2 separate regions of the Sus scrofa genome follow, and region 1 is linked to region 2. The links are chromatin contacts, called in public Hi-C maps. All regions are on one chromosome and are shown on one strand. Each heading gives the region's core, a stretch centred on a gene start, on an enhancer-like site or on the middle of the called end of the contact. The rest is flanking DNA. Distances are from core to core; before and after follow the strand shown. Region 1 holds the start of RTN4RL2 (reticulon-4 receptor-like 2). Region 2 holds the start of TIMM10 (a long non-coding RNA gene).

What was found. Hi-C and Micro-C count contacts between places; a contact is called where the count stands out from the background.
Region 1: a contact with region 2 is called in a Hi-C map of retroperitoneal adipose tissue, with 2.4 times the contacts expected there. The contact joins the promoter of RTN4RL2 here to the promoter of TIMM10 in region 2. A contact is called at or near these places in 2 of 5 promoter capture datasets (fetal skeletal muscle and liver), 17 of 47 Hi-C or Micro-C datasets (alveolar macrophages, blood, embryonic fibroblasts and 10 more) and 1 of 2 datasets of contacts at active chromatin or transcription factors (skeletal muscle).

What each region holds. Positions count from the first base shown.
Region 1 is chr2:13,453,425-13,460,684 of Sscrofa11.1, reverse strand. It overlaps RTN4RL2 (reticulon-4 receptor-like 2), which reads left to right and starts at 1,622. Exons shown (of 3, transcript XM_021083037.1): 1 at 1,622-2,039. The coding sequence starts at 2,009.
Region 2 is chr2:13,387,492-13,395,124 of Sscrofa11.1, reverse strand. TIMM10 (a long non-coding RNA gene) reads right to left here and starts at 1,900. Exons shown (of 3, transcript XR_002341482.1): 1 at 1,761-1,900; 2 at 1,223-1,338.

The sequences.
Region 1 (7,260 bases), core at 373-2,872, 66 kb before region 2:
AAATTTAAGGGTTGCGAGGGCCCGGGAGTCCAGGAAGGGCAGAGGCTGGAACCAGCAGGGGGCGCCCGAGCGTCCAAGTGCAAGAGGGCTGGGAGCCGACTCCCGAGACAAGGTAGAAAGGGAGATAGAGACAAGAGACGCAGAAATGGAGAGACAGGGAGGCATAAGGACAGAATGGAAGCGACAGAGACACGGACAGAAAGTGAGAGAGAAAAGACAATGATAGAAAAAGGCAGATGTATAAAGGAAGGAAATGGCAGGGAGAGGGTAAAGACGGGAGGGAAAAGAGAGTCGGAAACCATAAAATATGAATAAGAGTGGGGGGGAGAAAAGGAGAGAAATCGAATGAGAACGAGGGAAGAATGACATTATGGATGGAACAGAGAATGAATGGGACAATGAGATTAGCATTTATAAAGCGCCGACTGTGTGCCAGGCGCTGCGTTGGGCTCTGCGCAGACGGGAGAGGAGGAGCTAGAGAGGCAGGCAGAGGGGCGAAGGGTTTCCTTTCTTCGCTCGCAGGAGCGGCCGCCCGGGACTCCAGCTCTTCCTCGGGCCGGGCCGGGTTTCGCGCAGATGGCCCTGGCACCGGCCGTACGCGCCGCTCTAGCAACCCGAACCTGGCCTGCGCCGTTTGGCCATGGTTCCCGAAGCGGCTACACTGAGGGGCCCGCGCCTGTCCCGCGCCGGGGCGGTTCCCAAGGTCTGGATGCCCGAAGCTCTGGACCAGGTCAAGGCCAGGGTGATCTGCATCGCCACCTTTGATAGGAAACGCTTAGGTCGCCGGTATCGCCCCGAATGAGGCCACCAGGGGCGCAAGGGGCCCCGAAAAGATCAGAATGCATCCCTCTTTAAAAGGAAGTAGAAGCTCCCGTGAAGCCATCGCTCTCCTCCCACCTTTGAGTCTTCTGTCCTCTTCGCGGGCGATGAGACACACGCGTACCCAACTTGCACCCGCTTGCCAGTGCATTAAGGGGCATACACACGCCGAAGCACACGTACCCTGGCCACCCGTCCCCAAGCGCACTCGCACCAAAGTCACAGCCGCATGTTTCCCACCAGCACAGACACACATGCTGGCGGGCACTCCAGCGGATCATCCGTTCGCACACTCACGTGCCCCTGCTTCCTCCGGCCTGTATAAAAGATAACGTGCAAGCACCCAGTCACACCTGCACAAGCGTCCTTGCGCGCGCGTGCACGCTCACATGCCCTCGATCCTGCATCCACAAACTCTTGCACATACTATTCTTATAGTCGCACACACCGGCTTTGGGGTCTGGGAACGGAAGGCAAAGTGAAGTCTTAGAGCCCTCCCAGAGGAGAGAAAGGGTGGAAGCCTAGGCTTCGGTGCCGGAGACCTGGGACCTGGGAGCCCATCTCCTCAGGGAAAGTTGGGAGGAGGGAACTGGGCAAGTCCACGGGGTTCCCTTACGCTACCGCACCCCCTCAGGAAGGGATTTCTCTAGAAGCGTGGCTCCGCGAGGGCGGCAGCGTAGAGTCCTCCGGGTCCCCCAAGAAAGGGAGGGGGCCGGTATGGAGGGGGCTAGAAAGCCGCTCCCTCCGCCTAGTGGTCAGGAAAGGGTTAAGTCGGGAAGCTAGGAAGCGAGGGAGGAGCCAGCGAGTGCGGGAAGGAGGGGGGTGGTTAGGAAGAGCTTCCTCGCTGTCCCCACTCTCCCTCGGCGAGCAGCCGGGGCGCACGGACCGACGGACTGACGGACCCGCGCGCTGCCTGCGCTGCTGGGGGGCGCGGGCACCCGGCGTCGACGGCCAGCTCCAGCCCTCCCCGCCCCGTCGCGCCCCGCCCCGTCCCGTCGGGGCCGATGGCTCCCCCCGAGGTTCGCCACCCAGGGGGCGCAGGGTAGAGCGCCGCGGCCCGGCCACACAGCCCGGGGACTCCCGGGCCCTCCCGGAGCCCCGCGGAGTCCCCGCCGTCCGTCTGGCGGGCTCAGGGAGCGAGTGGGAGCGCCCTCCCCCCGCCGCCCCCTCCCCCGAGCGTCGAGACAAGATGCTGCCCGGGCTCAGGAGCCTGCTGCAAGGTAGGGACCCCAGCCTGCGGGAGGGCGGAGAGCATCCTGGGGAGGGGAGCTGGGCGCCCCCTCCCCCAGGGCGCGAGGGTGGGGCAGTAGTGGGGGTGGGGGTAGCTTTGGAGCGAGAAAAGCTTAGCCCCGGCCCCGCTCCCGCCCCGGAGCTTCCGGCTGGACCAGCGTTCTCGCCTGCCGGGCTGTGCCGGGAGCTCGTGACCGAGGGGGGAAGCAAGGGGCAGGCGGACCGGCCCAGGAGTAGGGGTGGGGGTGGGGAGGGAAGCTCAGGTTCCGCTGTCCCAGCTCCACCTGCTACGGGGGACGCTGAGGACTCGGGCCGGCTGAGGAAGCGCCGACTCAGCAACTTCTGCCCCGTGCCTCAGCACTTTCCAGTCACCTGGGAAGATGGGGGTGAGGGTAGGGGGCTGGCTGGGAGCATAGGGGGCTCCGAGGGAAAGCCTAGTGGCCTTCCCTGGTAGAACGGATGGAGGACGCTAGAAGGGGGATAGTTCTACGGATTGAGTGACCGATTGAGTGACGGACAGACAAGGGTGTGGGCCACGGATTGGGGGTGGGGAAGGGGTCAGAGGGAGGGGGCTAGGAAGGGGCCAGTCAAAGATGGAGAGAGTGGTGAGGAGAGGAAGATGGGGTGGGGGGAATAAAGGTTAGACGGGAAAAGCTTGGAGGAAATTGAGACCCTGGAAGGGCGGAGGAAGAAGGAAGGAGAAGGGAGACCAGCTTAGGGGAGGGATGGAGAGAAGACTGGGGACGTGGACCCAGAATCTGAGGGGTGGGAAGAATGGGGAAGAGAATGAGGGCTGGGATTCTAGGGTTGGAAGGAAAATGGAGTGGGACGATCCAAAACCCAGAAGCCAGAGGAGGATGGGCATGGTGGCTAGACTTGGGGTGTCAGGAACAGGGGAGGAGGATCAGGCTGAGCGCTAGGGTTGGGGGTGGGAAAACCAGAGATGGGAAGAGGGGCTGGGGTTGAGCAGGCTGGGGATGGGGGCTGGAAAGGAAGGAAAGAAGAGAAAGGGATGGGAAAGAGAGACCAGCGGGGGGGCTGCCCAGGGATGAGACAAAGAGACTTCTGGTAACCACTTCCACGTGGGAAGGGAGCCCTCCATTTCCAAAGCACCTGCCTGTCACATCCCTTCTCCCAGGGAGTGGCCAGTGGGCCTGCCCCTGGGCTCTGAGCATAGGACCTTGGGGGCAGCTGTGAGTGGAAAGGGGGAGGACACTCAAGTGGGGTGCCAGCCTCCGAGGGTGGGCACCCTGGCTGGCTCCATGCTGCCATTTATATCTCTGGGCCCTGTCGTCGGATCCTGCCGCCACCACCGCCACGGTGGCTTGCTTATTTTGGGGTGTTACATTCTGGCAGAGTGAGAAGCTGTTTGCAGCAGCTCTAAACCCCCGTCACCCGCGTCAGTGCCTCCCCAGGCCCCTGCGTCACTGGCATCGCCACCACCTCCGTGCTGCTCCTCGGCTCCCACCTCCTCAGCCCCTGCCCCCTCAGCATCTGCCTGGCAGGGCCCAGCCCTTCCTGGCTTTTAGGATGTGGAGCTGTTGCTTTTGGTCTGGGACCCTGTGTCCCTCCTTCAGAGCCAAAGGCCTTGACTCCCTTTCCAGGGAACACTTTCCTGAGGCCGTTCTGCCCTGTGAGTTGGTACCCTGGCTCTTGCCTCTATGCCACGTCCATCTGCTTCCTCCTCAAGTTCTTTCTTTCATGGGGGTCTCTGAACAAAAGGGTAGTTCCAGGGCTGAGAACTTCGTTTGGGAGCCTCGGTGCTCCAGGGTGATAGCCCAGAGTCCTCGACAATGGTCCCTGCATGAATGGATCTTTTTTGGCTCTGGGCACCTCAGCCTTCCGGGATCAATACCTTGTTCTGGCCTCTCTCCGTCCCCTCTTTGGGTCAGTTCTGGCCGCCTCTTCTGGACACTGGTCATCTCTTTCTGACTCCCAGATGGGCTGTCTCTTAGAACCTCTACGGTGTGGAGCCCAAGAGGGGAAAGCTGCAGAGAGCCTGGGTCCCTTCGTAGCCTTGACTCTGAACAGCACAACAAGCCTGGTGTCATTGCTGGCCCAGCCCTGTGCACCTGGGTGTAATTTCCATCCTCCCTTTACTTTGAGCGCAGCAACGCTCACACTCGGGGGTGGTTTCTGTGGATGATGAGGTTCTCCCAAAGACAGAGCGTCCCTTTGGACCTGAATTTGTCCAGTGTGGGTTCCGCCCGGTCCTAGCTACATGGCCTGAGGCAACTCCTTTCATGTTCGTGAGCCTCCCTCCCCTTCTCTGCAACCTGGAGGCCACAGTATTGATCTCACAGGGATCACTGTGTTGTATTCTGTGCATAAAGACATGCGTGAATACAGTGGCTGGCACACAGTAGGTGCTTAATAACAGATGGTTTCTGCCCATCCCTGCGCTATGCTCCCCTGCCACTCTAGCCATCACCTGCTGACTTTAGAGAAAGAAAAAAAAAAAAAAAGGAAGAGGAAAGAGATAGGAGGGGATGAGCGGAGAGGGTGGGGGAGGCTGTGACAGGGGCTTTCCTTGGCCCAGATAGTAGTAGGGATGAAATGAAGCCTTCGAGAAAGATGTCGAAGGCAGATGGACAGAGATTCGAGTCAGGAGGCCTGGGCTGCTCGCTCAGAAATGGACCCTCCCCTTCCCCAGCCCTCCATGGTGTTGCCTGTGAAATAAGGGGTTTGCTCCTGATGGCCAATGAGGTGTCCCCCCTCCTCCCCACCACACCCTGTTCCCGCTCTGACAGGGAGCATCTGGCCCCAGTTTTTGCCAGGGATTCACAAAAAAAAGGGGCCGGGAGAGGAGCTGAGGTCCTGGGGGAGAAAGAGAAGACACGGGCCTGGAGGGAAGGAGTGATGGTGAAAAGCCTAGAGGAGCAGGGGGTGGGGAGCGGATGGTGGCGAGAAGGAAAAGGGCACACACTGGGCAGGGGCGGAGGGCGGAGGAAGGAGAGAAAGGCACAGCTCACCAGGCCCTGCCGCCTCTGCCCAGGAGCTCTCCAGCCAGGCCTGGGGGCAGAGCGATCCAGAGCCCCCCACCTTCCCCTCCTCCTTGCTTCCAGTGAGAGCCGCAGCCTGAATTATGGATGAGGCTCCTTGGGTTACAGCTGCTTTGCACGGCCGCGAGGGCCAGAAATGGCAACAGAGTCACTGTTACGCAGCAGCTGTCATGTTGGGGCCCCCTACTCAGGGCCCCTCCTCAGAGAGCCGGCAGGAAGCACTGTCTTGGCCATGGGGAGGGGGCATGGGGAAAGAAGAGAGGAGCCTCCTAAGGTAGGCAAGCAGGGGGCCCGGGAGTTGTATGTCAGAGGGATGCGAGGGGCTCGTGCCAGCCCCTGCTGAGCTCGGCCTCAAGGCTGAAAGAGACCCTGGTGTCAGGGCACTGGCTCCTGACCCCCGAGCACTCTGGGATTGCACATCCTTCCCCGTGCCTCCCCGGTGGGGGGGGAACACTCAGCCCTAGAGCCTGGGGAAAGAGCTCCATAATCCTCCCGAGGGCTGGCGGCCTTCTGAATGCACACTCTGTGAGCTTGTGGATAAGGGGTGGGATTAAGGGATCAGAGAGGGATTTGGCTTTCTCTGGTGTCAAGTCCTTGGGGAAGGGAGCTCAGAGGGTGACTCCACCAGGAAGGGAAGTGCTTTGGCCAATCATCAAGAGACTGCTTTCTGGTCTTCGCTCTGCCAACCACTTTGCTGTGTGACCTTGGGCAAGTCACTTGCCCTCTCTGAGCCCCAGCTGTCACCTGGAAGGAACCAGAGTTTGAACCAGGCAGATAAACCTGGAGGATTTTTCAGCTCTGAGATCTCGCATTCTGAGCCCTAAGCCTCAGCCCTCCAGAAACCCACCCAGGGCTCCCTACCAGGCTGCTGCACCCCACCCCTGCCTGGTTTGGTTGAGGGGTGAGAGACATGCTCCTCCACCCCACGTGGCTCTGAAAAACTCGGGAGGAGAAAGTAATCGTGAAACACCGCACGGGGGAGGGGTGAGAAGGGCCGAGAAAGGCGGAGGTGGTGTGAACGAATGGAACAGCAGCCGCTGTGTCACTGAGTATTACATCACACCCAGCCTACACACGCACGGGGCCCAGCACTCACACACACGCGGAGGACCCCGACACACACTTGCACGCACCGGCGCAGCGCGGGGAGGAGCCAGGGACGCTGGTGATGGGGTGGGCCAGGTCGGCGTGGGAATGGGGTCCCCCACCCTGCACTTTCGTGTTCCCCCACAGCAGGAGGCACAGCCGAGCATCCGTGATGCCCACACCACACGCGGGGCCTGTCGGCACCCTGTGCCCACCATGCACTCAGCAGCGCTTCATGTCGAGAGCACCAGGCTCACGTACACATTTACACACGGCAGCCTTTGACATGGGTGTCTCTGAAAGTCACAGACTCCTCAGTCTCTCCCCCTGGGTCTCTGAACCCCTGAGAGCCCAGGATCTCGGGTCCCTGGGTCCAAGGGCATGAACTTCCTCTGCCTTTTACAGGCCTAGCACCTTGCTCAGAGCAGGAAGTGCTCATTGCACGTGGGCCCAGGGAATGACGGTCTGGCTTTGGGGCGCAGGCTTCCCTTCCCCCTGGCAAACCTGCCAGAAGAATATCTCCAGATTCACATGGAAGTCATGATAAAGGGTGAAGGTCAAGCTGGTCCCAGCCCAGAACTTTATCAGCTGCAGTGAGAGTCAGAAATCCAGGAACCAGGAGGGATGGAGGGCCCCACAGTCCTGCTGTAGCTCGGGGATGCTGGGGCCTGGACAGCACTCTTTAACCCCTAGGCCCTTGGGCCTCTCTGGGCCTGTCCCTCCATCTGTATCATAAGAAGATTGGATCATAGCCACCCTTCAAAAGTTACTTTGAGGAGTTCTTCTGTGGCTTCCACGTGCCACGGGTGCAGCCAAAAAAAAAATTATTGTTTTAAAAGTTACTTTGAAAAAAACGCTTAAGTGACTTTGAATGAGAAGAGCCTGGGGCATAAAATGCAGATTCCTGGGCCATCCCCCAGGAATGCTGATTCTGCACCGCCAAGGGAGTGGTATTCTTTCCAGGACCCCCGGCTGATTCTGTTGCAGGTGGCTGGTGTCCCCAATTAGAGACGAACTCCCACCGGTCCCTAAGATCCCTTTCAGTCTGGACCCTCGAGGGAGGAGGCTCTGTGGTCACCAGGGGGCCAGACAGAGGGCCGTTTTACGTGGGCCTTAGCTTCAC
Region 2 (7,633 bases), core at 651-3,150:
ATAAATTTTAAAAATTATTCTAATATATAGCCTCCAAGATAAAGCAACTAATTAAGAGAGGACACCAGAGAGCTTAAGCCAATAAAAATAGCAAATTTTGGAGTTCCGTTGTGGTGCAGTGGATTAAGGATCCAGCAATGTCACTGAAGCGGCTGGCTGCCAGTGTTGTGGTTCAGGTCCGATCCCTAGCCTGGGAAATTCCACATGCCCTGGACGTGACCAAAAAAAAAAAAATTATCAGATATTTGTTGACTGCTTACTTGCTTGTGTTTGGCTTAGTCCTAAGAGCTTGTCATATATTTTAACATTAAATATTTATAATGTCTTTATGAGAAAGGTATTATTATTAACTCTATTTTATAGGTGGTGAAACCACTGGTCAAACAGTCCAAGTAACTTGGCCAAGGCCATAGAAGTGCTGGTTGGTGAAGCTATGATTTGTTCCCAAATTTGCCAAATGGTTATAGGCACTAGTTAGAAGTCACACTGAGGTACTGGTCTTGACATTGCTATTGACCAGCTGTGGACCCTGAGAAAGTTACTTAATCTCCAGAAGCCTCAATGTTCTCGCTTTAAAACAAGATAAGTAAAATTAATCCAGCAAAGATAAAAAGAGATAATGCACATAAAATGTTCCAACATGTGTCTAAGATGGAGTAAGAGTTTAGAAAATGTTAACTACTTGGAGTTCCCATTATGGCTCAGTAGTAACAAACCCAACCAGTATCCATGAGGATGCGGGTTCAATCCCTGGCCTCAATCGGTGGGTTAAGGATCTGGCATTGCCAGTGAGCTGTGGTGTATGTAGGCTGGCAGCTGCAGCTCCTATTCGACCCCTAGCCTTGTAACTTCCATATGCCACACATGTAGCCCTAAAAATCAAAAAAAGAAAAAGAAAAGAAATGTGACTAGTGGCCTATGTGCTATTTGTCAAAAGGCAAATGCTGAACTATTCCTGGAAACTAACCAGAGCCTGAGATGGACCCTCTCCTCCTGTCCAGCTCCTTCATGGTCAATTCCATCCCAATCTAAATGCCTAGTTCCCTCTAGTGACCCCACACTACATCTGGATTAGCCCTTAACCATGTGGGCCTGGGGTGTGGGGGGGGATGAGTGCTGGGAGGGTAGACCACCGTTTTTCATAAGTCATCCACCTCTGGCTTTGGAAAGGGTGACCTAGGGTCATTCTCTAAAGACAAGGTAGTGCGGACTCGGTCCTTACCTGTTGTACATATCAGCCATCATCTCTACCTCCAGCTCTGCTGCCAGCTGCTGGGCCCTGAGTGGGTCCATTTCAGCCCTGAACGGTCGAGGGGATCTCCTTCTGGCCTCCTAGACCTGGGGACAGACGGCACGGTCAGCACCCAGCCCTCCCATTCGCTTTTCCATACCAGGGGCTGGAGAATGTGGAGGAATCACAGACCATCAGACCAGCAAGGGCCACTGACCTCATACGCTATTTCACAGACGTGGAGGCTGAACCCGCAAAAGGGACACTGCCTTGCCCAAGGTTACAGAGCACGTTAATGGCGGGGCTGTAAATCGACCCTCGGTGCCCTAACGCCCAACTCCTCGAGGTCACCTCTATCCAGAAGGAGATGGGGAAACCGGAACAGAACACTCTAAACCGCTGTCATGAACCTGCGGGGGCCCTAAGAACTGGATCATACGCGGAACTACGGCGCCCGGACCCAGACCAGGCCCTAAACTGAAAAGGCCGCACCATCATCAGGGTCACTTTGAGGTCAGAAGTTGCTCACCACGGCCGGAGGTCTGTCACTGTGCCCCCGGTATCCCCAACTTCGGGTAAACACTGGAAATTCACCGGGTGCCCAGGTAGGGTCAGGCGGAAGCACGTGGGTCCCTTCCGGGGAGGAAATCCCGCCTCTTCCCGATCCGTACTCGCTTCCGGAATGAAGTACCATCTAGGTGGTGCCGGGAAACCTGATACCATAGAGAGGGCCCTGTCTGAAGGCTAAGGCGTCTCCCACATGCTAGAGAGGACTCAAAAATACCATAGAGATTTAGGCCGAACGCAGAGCGCCTGCAACCTGTTAGAATTCAAGTCCCCGGGGGTGTCACCGAGAGGTTTGAGTGTTTTGAGTAGGAGAGGTAGGGTCGCAGAGGTCAGTAACCCTCGCCCCTAACGCCGGAGAGCTGAGTCCAGAGCGCATATCTGACTCGGGGAAGGAAAAAGGGTCGTCCGTCCCCCCCGCCCTGCAAACAGCAGCTCTCAGCTTGTGTTGCACTTAAGGTCACCTGGGACGCTTTAAAAAAATCCTGATGCCCAGGCCTCACTTTCTACCAATTAAATCAGAATCCCTGGAGGTAGGATTCAGATATCAGTAAACTTTATTTATTTATCTATTTATTTTTGTCTTTTCAGGGCCGCACCCGTGTCATATGGAGGTTCCCAGGCTAGGGGTCTAATCGGAGCTGTAGCCGCCAGCCTATGCTGGAGCCACAACAACACGGGATCCCAGGCGACCTACACCACAGCTCAGGGCAAGGCTGGATCCTTAACCCACTGAGCGAGGCCAGGGATCGAACCCGCACCCTCATGGTTCCTAGTTCGATTAATTAACCACGACGACAACTCCAGATATCAGTAAATTTTAAAATTTCCCAGGTGATTCCCATGTGCAGCCAAGTGCTCCTGGGGCCTTTGTGTGAATACGGCTGTGTGCAGATCACCAGGCTTTCTCTGGGGTTGCAAAGACAAGTGAGGCATGGTTCCTGCTTGCAGAAAGATGAGTCGAGAGGACAGTGTGTGGGGAGTTCCCGTCGTGGCTCCGTGGTTAACGAATCTGACTAGGAACCATGAAGTTGAGGGTTCGATCCCTGGCCTTGCTCAGCGGTTAAGGATCCGGCGTTGCCGTGAGCTGTGGTGTAGGTTGCAGACGCGGCTCGGATCCTGCGTCGCTGTGGCTGTGGCGTAGGCCGGCAGCTACGGCTCCGATTCGACCCCTAGCCTGGGAACCTCCATATGCCGCGGGAGCGGCCCAAGAAATGGCAAAAAGACACACACGCACACACACAAAAGTACAGTGTGTCTTATTCAACTTCTACTAGACGCCCTAGGCCATAAAGAGATGAATAGGAGCAATTGTGGCTGCTGCCAGAGCTAACCTAGAGCCTTTGGGTGAGGGAAAAGGAGGGTACTGTGAATTCTTTCTTTCAAAACTTAATATATTCCTCGATCTGCAACCCGCCCCCCACCAATGAAAAAAACCCACCCTAATCTCCCTGGATTTTTCTTTTTTTCTTTTTCTTTCTTTTTTTTTTTTTTGCTATTTCTTGGGCCGTTCCCGCTGCACATGGAGGTTCCCAGGCTAGGGGTCGAATCGGAGCTGCAGCCACTGGCCTACGCCAGAGCCACAGCAACGCAGGATCCGAGCCGCGCCTGCAACCTACACCACAGCTCACGGCAACGCCGGATCGTTAACCCACTGAGCAAGGGCAGGGACCGAACCCGCAACCTCATAGTTCCTAGTCGGATTGGTTAACGACTGCGCCACGATGGGAACTCCCTCGTTTTCTTTTTTTGACGTTTGTTTGGTTGGTTTTTTGGCTGTGCCTGGGACATGCGGAATGAAGTTCCTATGCCAGGGACTGAACCTGTGCCACAGCAACGACAACACGGCATTTTCCCGCGGGCATATGGAGGTTCCCAGGCTAGGGGTCTAATCGGAGCTGTAGCTGCCGGCCTAGGCTGGAGCCACAGTAATGCCAGATCCAAGCCATGTTTGCAACCTACACCACAGCGCTTGGCAACGCCAGATCCTTAACCCACTGAGTGAGGCCAGGGATCAAACCCAAAACCTCATGGTTCCTAGCTGGATTTGTTAACCACTGCGCCACGATGGGAACTCCCAACACGGCATTCTTAACCCACTAGGCCACTAGGGAACTCCAATCCCTGGATTTTTCAAGGAATTTCCAAGTAAACAAAACTTGGAAGATGCAAACTAATAATGAAATGTAAGGGTACAATGCCCATTGGAGAAGGTGGGCTAGACACTTTATGTGGTTGGTCACCATATACTTACCTCAGAAAGTCCCAATTTTAAACACTCATCCGAAGGACTCATCTTTGTCAAACCCTGTCCTCTGATACTTTAAACTGAGGTATCCCATTCAGACAGTAAAATGAATAAAAGAATAAAATGTATAATCTTAAGCTTAATTTTTAAATATATATTCATTTTTATAACCACCACTCAGATCAAGGTACAAAATAATTGCAGTACCCTAAAAAGTTATCTTACGTTCCTTCCCAGGCAATACCCCCTGTCCTGCACTGAATCTCTATTTAGACTTCTATAACCATCAGTTAGTTCTGCCTACTTTTGAACTTCATGTAAATGGAATTATACATTATTTTGTTTTGTGCCTGACTTTTTTTGTTTCGTTTTGCCTTTTTAGGGCCATACCATGGCATATGGAAGTTCCCAGGCTAGGGGTCCAATCAGGGATGCAAGAGCCGGCCTACACCACAGCCACAGCAATGACAGATCCAAGCCGTATCTGTGACCTGCACCACAGCTCATGGCAACACTGGATCCTTAACCTACTGAGCGAGGCCAGGGATCGAACCCGCAACCTCATGTCAGTTACTCATTCTTTTTTATTGCTGTCTAGTGTATGATATATAAATAAGCCACAATTCATTTATCTATTCTTTTGTTGATGGACTTCCGGGTCGTTTCCAGTTTTTGGCTATTATGGTAATGCTGTTATATATATTATTATACATATGTTCTAGTGAACATATGTTGCCCTGCTTTTTGCTTTTGAAAATATAGTCAACATATCATGGAATTGGAGTTCCTGCTGTGTCGAAGCGGGTTCAGAATCTGACTGCAGCAGCTCAGGTGGATTTGGAGCTGTAGCTGCTGGCCTGTGCCAGAGCCACAGCCACAGCCACACAGGATCCGAGCCGCATCTGTGACCTACACAGGTTTGGCCCACCAGCCCACTGCAGCAGATTAAAGGATCCGGCATTGCTGCCACTGTGGTATGGGTCACAGCTGTGGCCTGCATTCATTCCCTGGCCCAGGAACTTCTATATGCTGCAGGTGTGGCCATAAAAAAAAAATTATGAGATAAAAGAAATTACACTGTAAACCAACTATAATAGAAAAAAATCATCATAAAACATGAAATAAGAAATTGCATGGGAAAAGGAGATGGGTTCTTTCAAGAGGAATTGGCCTCCTGGATGGGATTTTTACTAGACGTTATGGAAAGTTACATACACTATGATTCCACTTAAATAACATTCTCAAAATGACTAAATTATAGAGATAGGAGAAGGGATTGATTGTTGCCTAGGGTTAGAGTTGGGGGGAGGGAGGTGTGCCTGAGGGGTAGCACAAGGGAGACCTTTGTGTTGATGATGAAATGGTTCTGTGTCCTGACTGGGTAGAGGTGTTTATAGAAATTTAAGCTGTCACGGAACTGTACACACCACTATAACAATGCCAGTTCCCTGGTTTTGATATGGTGTGTAGTTACATAAGATCTAGTCTTCAGTGGATAAACCTTAAGTAGAATTTAACCTGCAGTACCCTCTCTGTACTATTTATGCAACTTCCTGGAAACCTATAATTATTTCAAAATAAATACTTTTAAAAATTATTGCCAAAAAACCCTGGAAAAGATAATGTACTTAAAGTATCTAGTCCATGACAGATGCTCAATAAAAAGAAGGCGTTCTTTGGGGTTTGTATTTGTTTTTGTTTTGCTTTTTACGGCCTAACCCACGGCATGCTAGGGGTTGGATCAGAGCTGTAGTCGCCAGCCTATGCCACAGCAAGGCCAAATCCAAGCCACTTCTGCTACCTACACCACAGCTCACAGCAACACAGGATCTTTAACCTACTGAGTGAGACCAGGGATCAAACCCACAACCTCATGGTTACTAGTTGGATTCGTTTCCACTGAGCCACTACGGGAACTCCTGTTTGGGGGAGTTTAAAAAGACTTTTATTAGAACAAATTTAAATCATACAGAAAAGAGGAGAAGACAGTACATTGAACCACATACTAATCACTCATCACCAGGGTTTAACTATTGTCAACATTTAGTCATTTTTCTTTATCTTTTCTTTTTTTGCTTTTTAGGGCCACAGGTGCATCATAGGGAAGTTCCCAAGCCAGGGGTCAAATTGGAGCTGCAGCTGCTGGCCTGGGCCACAGCAACAGCAGCTCTGGGTGGGATCTGAGACGCATCTGCAACTTACACCACAGCTCACGGCAACGCTGGATCCTTAACCCACTGATCAAGACCAGGGATTGAACCTGCATCCTCATGGATACTAGTCAGGTTCATAACCTGCTGAGCCATGACAGAAACTCCCTCATTGTTCTTATTGATGATGATGTTATTGTCTACTATACTGTGTCCTTTTCTTTCTATCCTGAGACAGGTGGGCATTTGAGGACCTATAAGTTATCTCCAGTTGTCCCTGTGCAGAAGCTTCTTGTAAAAGAGAGTTTCCTGGCCTGCTTGTTGCGGCTTAGCAGGTTAAGAACCCAACTAGTAAATACCCATGAGGGTGCGGGTTTGATCCCTGGCCTCGCTCAGTGGGTTAAGGAGCCAGCATTGCCGTGAGCTGTGGTGTAGGCTGGTGACTGCAGCTCTGATTCGACTCCTAGCCTGAGAACTTCCAGATGCTGCCTTTGTGGCCCTAAAAAAAAAAAGAAAAAAGAAAAAAGACAGTTTACATAGCCCCAGCTTTCCAAGGTCTCTTTGGCATCCAGATTCACCCCGGTGACCTCCACCAGCGCCATGCTGAAGCTCTGGCCCCTTGATCTAACCCATGTCCTACCCCTTCCCAGTTTCCCAGAGGGGAACTATGCATTTGTGGTTCACAAGGTCAGTACTACCATCTTCTTGGATGGGACCTCAGCCCCAGAGAACGGAGGCCAGGTGGCTGGCTGCCCAAAATCTCCTATGGCCTGACTACTCAGGAACGGTGTAGAGAACACAAAAACAGCCCAGGTGGACACCCCTGAGATGTGCAAGAGATGAGAGAATAAGACCGTCAATGGCGTGAGCAGAATGGTCATTCTGTTAGCTTGAAGAGGAAACCAGCACAATCTCAATCACTCTTATCCACTATTACCATTCCCCACCACTGCTCTTCCCTGCTGCTGACTGTCTGGGCCAAGCCACCACCATCTCGCCCCTAGGTTACTGCAGAAGTTTCCTGATTGGTTTCCCCACCTCAATTCATATTCTCTTTCAGTCTACTCTCCAAACAGCAGCCAGAGTGATCTTGTCAAAAACAGAAGACAGGGAGTTCCTGTTGTGGCTCGGCGTTAACCAACCGGCCTAGTAACCATGACAGTGCAGGTTTGAGCCCCATCATCACTCCATGGGTAAAGGATCCGGCATGACTGTGGCTGTGGCATAGGCTGGCAGCTGCAGCTCTGATTTGCCCCTGGCCTGGGAACTTCCATGTGCCACACGTATGGCCCTAAAAAGCCAAAAAAAAAAAAAAAAAAAAAAAAAAGATAGGAGTAACCTGGTGGCCTAGTGAGTTAAGGATCCAGCATTGTCACTGCTATCACCGGGGTCACTGCTGTGCTGCGGGTTCAATCCCTGACCCAGGAACTTCGGAATGCT